2 separate regions of the Mus musculus genome follow, and region 1 is linked to region 2. Evidence: chromatin contacts called from public promoter capture Hi-C data. All regions are on one chromosome and are shown on one strand. Each heading gives the region's core, a stretch centred on a gene start, on an enhancer-like site or on the middle of the called end of the contact. The rest is flanking DNA. Distances are from core to core; before and after follow the strand shown. Region 1 holds the start of Pcnx4 (pecanex homolog 4). Region 2 holds the start of Dact1 (dishevelled-binding antagonist of beta-catenin 1).

What was found. Promoter capture Hi-C pulls out the DNA fragments that hold promoters and counts their contacts.
Region 1: a promoter capture Hi-C map of liver shows a contact between it and region 2, with 2.4 times the contacts expected there. The contact joins the promoter of Pcnx4 here to the promoter of Dact1 in region 2. A contact is called at or near these places in 2 of 39 promoter capture datasets (hippocampal neurons and liver) and 1 of 115 datasets of contacts at active chromatin or transcription factors (embryonic stem cells).

The regions. Positions count from the first base shown.
Region 1 is chr12:72,534,972-72,538,085 of GRCm38.p6, forward strand. Pcnx4 (pecanex homolog 4) reads left to right here and starts at 1,386. Exons shown (of 11, transcript NM_026327.3): 1 at 1,386-1,568.
Region 2 is chr12:71,308,298-71,311,225 of GRCm38.p6, forward strand. Dact1 (dishevelled-binding antagonist of beta-catenin 1) reads left to right here and starts at 1,587. Exons shown (of 4, transcript NM_021532.4): 1 at 1,587-2,010. The coding sequence starts at 1,687. It also overlaps a transcript of 2700049A03Rik not described here.

The DNA of each region.
Region 1 (3,114 bases), core at 136-2,635, 1.2 Mb after region 2:
AGCCAAGGCTATACAGAGAAACCCTGTCTCAGAAGAAAAAAAAAAAAAGTAATCCAGCAAGTGAAGAGAGTCAGCATAGTTATAATATTCTGTGAAGGTTACCTATAAAAAGGCAGTATTCCTTTCATGTAGAATCATTTCAAATAAGAATGGAAAAATACCTGCGAGCCATGCTTAAGGCCTAAGTATTTATGACCTCACACCTTTCTTAAGTATTTGTAAACCTGAAAGTATTTGGGACTCTCCAAACAAGACTATAAACATATTTTTCAAAACACTGTTTTTACTTTATCAGTTGTAATCCGATCCAAATTCAGGAACCTTCTGATATCACTCAACTTCCTTAGCAGAGCTTCCTACATAACCTCAGACATCACCAACACTGTATACGTAACATGCAAAGTGGAAGTCCCCACACTTTGATGTGTCTTACGCTGTCATTGAGCACATCTATCAGTCCCTCTATTTTATATTAAAATCACTTGTAGCCCGGCGTGGTGGCACACGCCTTTAATCCCAGCACGCGGGAGGCAGAGGCAGGCGGATTTCTGAGTTCGAGGTCAACCTGGTCTACAGAGTGAGTTCCAGGATAGCCAGGGCTACACAGAGAAACCCTGTCTCGAAAAACCAAAAAAAAAAAAAAAAAAAAAAAAATCACTTGTAGACTCCAACTCTGCTTCATACAGGCTCGCCCTGGAATTTTTTTCCTGTGGCAAATTCAAGAATCCCAACTTCACTTGAATGGAGATCTCTTGAAAAAAAAAAAATCCAGTTGCTAGGGTGACTATCTACAACCTGTGTCCCTGGGCCCTGGCTCGCTGCCACAGACAGGTTCATTATTTTACATGGATATAGTTTATAATGTGCCCAAAGTACTATAATACTAAGAGCAAAAATATAAATATAACAGGCACATGTTACCATTTAAAAACATTCCCATCCCTGAGGCTGTTTGAATGGCCTTAGTTCTGTAGTCATTAATGGAGGTATCCGAACCCTGGGGGATTGGACTTTTATTGCACTTCTGAGTCACGGGTCTGCCAATCTTGGAAAGCCTAGGCTCCCCAAGAGACAGTCAAGTCATCCAGCTCTCCAGCCTCGAGGTTGCCAAACGATGGACTCGTCACCAAGGCAACCACGTTCCTTCGTCTGGGCGTGGCCCGGGTGAGAGTTCAGAGGTGGTGCTTAGGCCGCTCAAGAACCAGAGCACCAGTGCGGAAGAAGTCTGGGCGTCTCCCACAACACTAGCCCGCCCGGCCCTGCGCGGAGGAAACCCCGCCTACCCTGCGCTGCTGTGCCGCACACATGAATCCGCCTCCGGCAGAACCAGGCGGCAGGGGGCGGGACGAGACGCACAGCCCCGCCTCCGAGCGCGCGTGCGCACTGACCCCTGGGAGGCACGAGCGCAGTTGATCTTAGCCATGGGAACGGGAGCGGTCCTGGAGGCCTCCGGTCAGCTGCTGGCGGGGCCCGCATCCATCCTCGGGCAGGAGTTCCCAACCGACTTCAGCTGGGGAGATGTGGTCCCAGGACGCCCTCGCGTCGCCTCTCCCCTGCGGTGACTCCAGGTATGTCCGTCCCCAACACACCTGAGACTTCGTTGCTGCCTTAGTTTCCACCCCTGGGTACTACTGGGTTCCTTCACCTTTTAATACCTCAAGAAACATCTTTCGCTCTCCATGAAACAGCTTTTAAATGCAATTATTGCTCTTTTTAATGTACTGAGCAAATTGAGTTGATCGAGGTAGTGATCCAGTTTGGCTTTAATGTGACTGAGAATACTTTTGCAGCCCGTGGAGTTACGTTTTATTTCTGAGAGGCCTCTGTGAAATGGAGAATGGCCCTTTGGCCCTGCTGAGGGATGGCCATGTTACTCTAATCAAGTTCATGGCCTATGCCCCTTAGGTAAGATCACTCTTTCTTGGTTTATCTCTGTCTCAAGCCCTCCTGACCAAAATTTGTTCATTCTTGGCCTCCTGGATATGTATAGCGCGTTTCTCAGGTTTCTCTGTCTCTATATAATCCTTTGCGTGTCAAAGACCAGAATTTTTAAAAATGAATCCCATTCGTTATTTATTAGACCTCTGAATTGTATGCTCTCTTATTCTCATGTTCCCCTTATTCATTTTTTCCACTATGGTTCTATTTTTTTTTCATTAAATCCCTGAGTTTAGAGAGAGAGCATTCATATTATTTTATATCTGCTTCCATTCACACCCAATCACCCATAATTTCTCACAGCATCCAGTACAGATATTGCCATTTTAGTGATTTAACTGCCTGGATCCCAGGCTAGCTACAGGTTATGCCTTTCCTACCTTTAGGAAATGCCTATTGGTTATTAACTGCTGTGGAAAATCCCGGGCAGGGGACCTTTGCATCCTCCTCTGTGAGAGCTTTCCTGAGGTACATACAATTCATTTTCTGGAAGTATACAGCTTACTGGTTTTGAGCATCTCAACAGGTTTGCACAATCATCTCTACAAGTTGGTTTCGGAGCAATTTGATTACCTCCAAAAGAAATCTTTTCTATTTAGCTGCTTTTTCTCTCTCCTCCCCAATATTCCTGCTATTAGTTGTAGGCAATCACTAATCTTTAGTCTCAACAAAATTATTTCAGATACTCGATATAAACACAACCTTAAAACATGTGATCTGTGTGCGTGCATCTAGCGAATTTTATGTTGCAGCTTGTATTATTCATTATTGTTTATTAGTATATTAGGCAGATATGCCCTGTATTATTTAGCCATTAGCCATTGGCAAAAAGAGTTTGCCAGTACTAATAATGCCGTGGACATTTTGTATAAATTTTTATGTAGGCATGTTTTCATGGATATAATACCTGGTAATGGAATAGGTATGTCAGAGGCTAATTCCCTTGTTTGGCTCTTTGAGAAACTGACAGATTTTTTTTTTTCCCAAAGCATAGCACCACTCACTGTACATCCCCACTAGATGTATTTGAAGGTTTTACATTAACCTCATCAACACTTGTTCTAGGCTTTCATTTTTATTTTAGCCAATCAGAGAAATTCACACTATCTCATGGTAGGTTTGGCTTGCATTTCCTCATGGCAAGCTTCATTTCCAGCATGGTCTATCACCCAGAAA
Region 2 (2,928 bases), core at 337-2,836:
CGAGAGCACCGGTACTATGAGGGTATTAAAACAGTTCCTGCCTTCAGGGAGCTTTTATGACGTAGCTGGAGAGAAGATACACAAGGAACACCTAAGCACACAGATTGTGTGTGCCCAGAAAGAGAACCAGACAATAGTGTGTGAGAAAGACCAGGCACTCATGCAGTTAACCAGTGGGGGCAGGGGGGCGGGTATGGGGCATAGGGCATGAACAAATTGATCTTGGAAGATTAGACCACATAGAGAGTAAAAAGAGAGAGAATTCCTTGCTGAAGTGAGCAGCTGGGCAAAGGTGTAAAATTCTGAAGTCATGACCTGAAATGTGTTCCTTCATAGAACACTTTGTCTTAATGATCTCAAATTGTGACTCCCTAAATTTAATTTCTGAGGTTCTAGGATTCAAGGCATGAGGTGCAGCTCCCATAAGCCAGCTAATGGCGTTTCCAGATAGATCCCCGAGCCAATGAAATACCCACTGAGTGGCATCCCAAGGACACAAGGTCAAATCCTGAATGGTATTTTAGGGGAATTCTAAAATAAGTTCCCCTGGGGTCGGGGAAGAAACCCCATGAGCACAATATCGTTCTCTCTCTCTCTGTCCTCGACCCTGAGATCTGCCTGCCTCTGCCTACTAAGTGCTGGGACTAAAAGCATGTGCCACCTCTGCCTCCCGGAGAGAGATAACTATTTAAAGATTTATGTGCTGGACCACCGCATATGTATTATACGTCGTTTGCCACTGTAATTCTTAGAATAGACTGGTCTGTTAGCTCCATTTTACTATTGGGTAAACGGAGGCACAAGGAGGGCACTTAACTTGCTATTCGTGGAATCAGATTCAGACAGTCTGGATTCGGAGTCAGGGCTCTAGTGAACAGAAGCTAAGGAACGGTAAAAAACAAAACAAAACAAAACAATAGGTGCTCACACGCCACCCCTCATAAAGTCTGGGCTTTTATAGGAATTGATGCGAACGCTGGCCTCACAACAGCATCCTTCTGTAAGACTTGAAAGGCCTTCTTCAGCAAAGCTCCGATTAAAAGCTGAAACAAACAAAAAGAGTTTTAGAACAACGTCCTTGCTTGTTTTTTTTTTTTCCTTCCAGTTACAAAATAGAGTTTAAAACAAAGGCGACCTCCAAACCCAAGTCTACAGAAGTGGTGTTCTGAGTACCGAGTGGACATTAGCTTGGGATGAAGAAACCCAGAGCCAAGGGAGAGGACTTGGAGCGTGGACACGTGAGGAAGGGGTTAAGTTTCAGAAAGTTGTCCCGGGAGCCCAAAGCCACGGCGCCCGCGGACCGGCCCTCGGGGCTGGCTGTAACAAGATGCTCGGCCCTCACCCGCCACCGCTGCCGGAGATGGAGCCGAGCCAATCGGCGCCGAGGGGACCGCGGTGCCGCAGGACCGAAAAAGGGGGCGCGGAGCCGGGGCGGGGCCGGGGCGGGGCGCAGGCGGCCCCGGCGCCTGACAGGAGCTGATCGCCGCGAGCCGGCGGAGGCGGCGGCGGGCGGGCGGGCGAGCAGGCGGGGTGTCGGGGCCGGGAGTGACGTAGCGTGGCCGGGGCGTTATCAGCTGCGGGGCGGCAGACGGGAGCAGCGCGGGATGCGAGTGCGGGCGGCATGAGCTCGCGGCCGGGGCCCTAGCGTGTGCTGCTGCTCCCGGGCTGGCGGGGCCTCGGGGGGTCATGAAGCCGGACGCAGCGCGCGAGCCGGAGCCGCTGAGCCCCGGCCGGGGCGCGGAGGCCGAGGGGCGCTGGCGCGAGAGGGGCGAGGCGGACACGGAGCGGCAGCGTACCCGCGAGCGCCAGGAGGCCACGCTGGCGGGGCTGGCGGAGCTGGGGTACCTGCGGCAACGCCAAGAGCTGCTGGTGCGCGGTGCGCTGCGCTGCTCCGGGACCGTGGGGACCGTCGCGCCGCGCTCCGGGGAGCTGCGGGGAGACGCGGCGCAGCGCAGCCGCCTGGAGGAGAAGTTCCTGGAAGAGAACATCTTGCTGCTGCGAAGGCAGTTGGTAGGTGGTGGCCGGTGGCCTGTCTGGAGGGTGGGCTGATGGCCTCTGGCTGTGGGATCCCTGGCCGCGACGTGACCCCCACCTCGATTTTCCCTGAGCCCGTGGTGTCTCGGATGCCCGCTGCCCATGACTTCCACGCGTTGCTGGCGGATGCCTGCTTTGTGTCACCTGAGGAGCTGGCGGATTGCGGGGAGGGGTGGCTGCTCATCTATCCTGCATTTGGAATTCTTGGAGTCCCTTGGTTCCAGCCTTAAAGTTAGGCTACTGCATGCCCCCTTCCTCCGAGGTTTGCAACCCCCACTTAAAATGCCATTTCACCTTATGGTCTCCCTGGTTATCCCTCCCCGGGAAGGAGGGGGGGGGGTGCGCACAAAAGCGAGGAAGAGGCTTGTTGCTTGCCTAACTGTCCAACATTGAGTTTTACGGTTACGGCGAAGCTCCTGCTGGGAGCCGTGCCCTACCCGGTGCTTTCTCTCCTGCAAGTCTCTTTTGCCTGGGCTGGTGCTTAGTTTTAAATAGAAGTCCTTTGTATAAGGCAGCTAAAACTAGATGCAAATACTGGCAATTTGGCCGGAGACCCTGCCCCCTCCTCTTTTATCCGGTCCGCCAGCTGTGCTTGGTGGTGGAGGTGGGAGAAGAGAGAACCTGCTCGCTGGGAGTATTTATCTTATTGGATTTCTGTCACTGTCTCAGTCGTTCTGTGCAGTCTTCATTAGCAAGGAAGAAAAAGAACTTTGGACCTTCATGTGTTGAGAACAGCTTTTGATGCTGCCTCAAAATAATGGCGGCAGCTTTGTTTCAGTGACCTCAAAATGTAGTTTTGGAAACAGCAAAAAGATTATTATCCCAGCGTGTTGTATTAGACTACTTAAGCTATATAATGGCCCCCTGAAAGTGATGTTGTGGGTTGTCACGTGT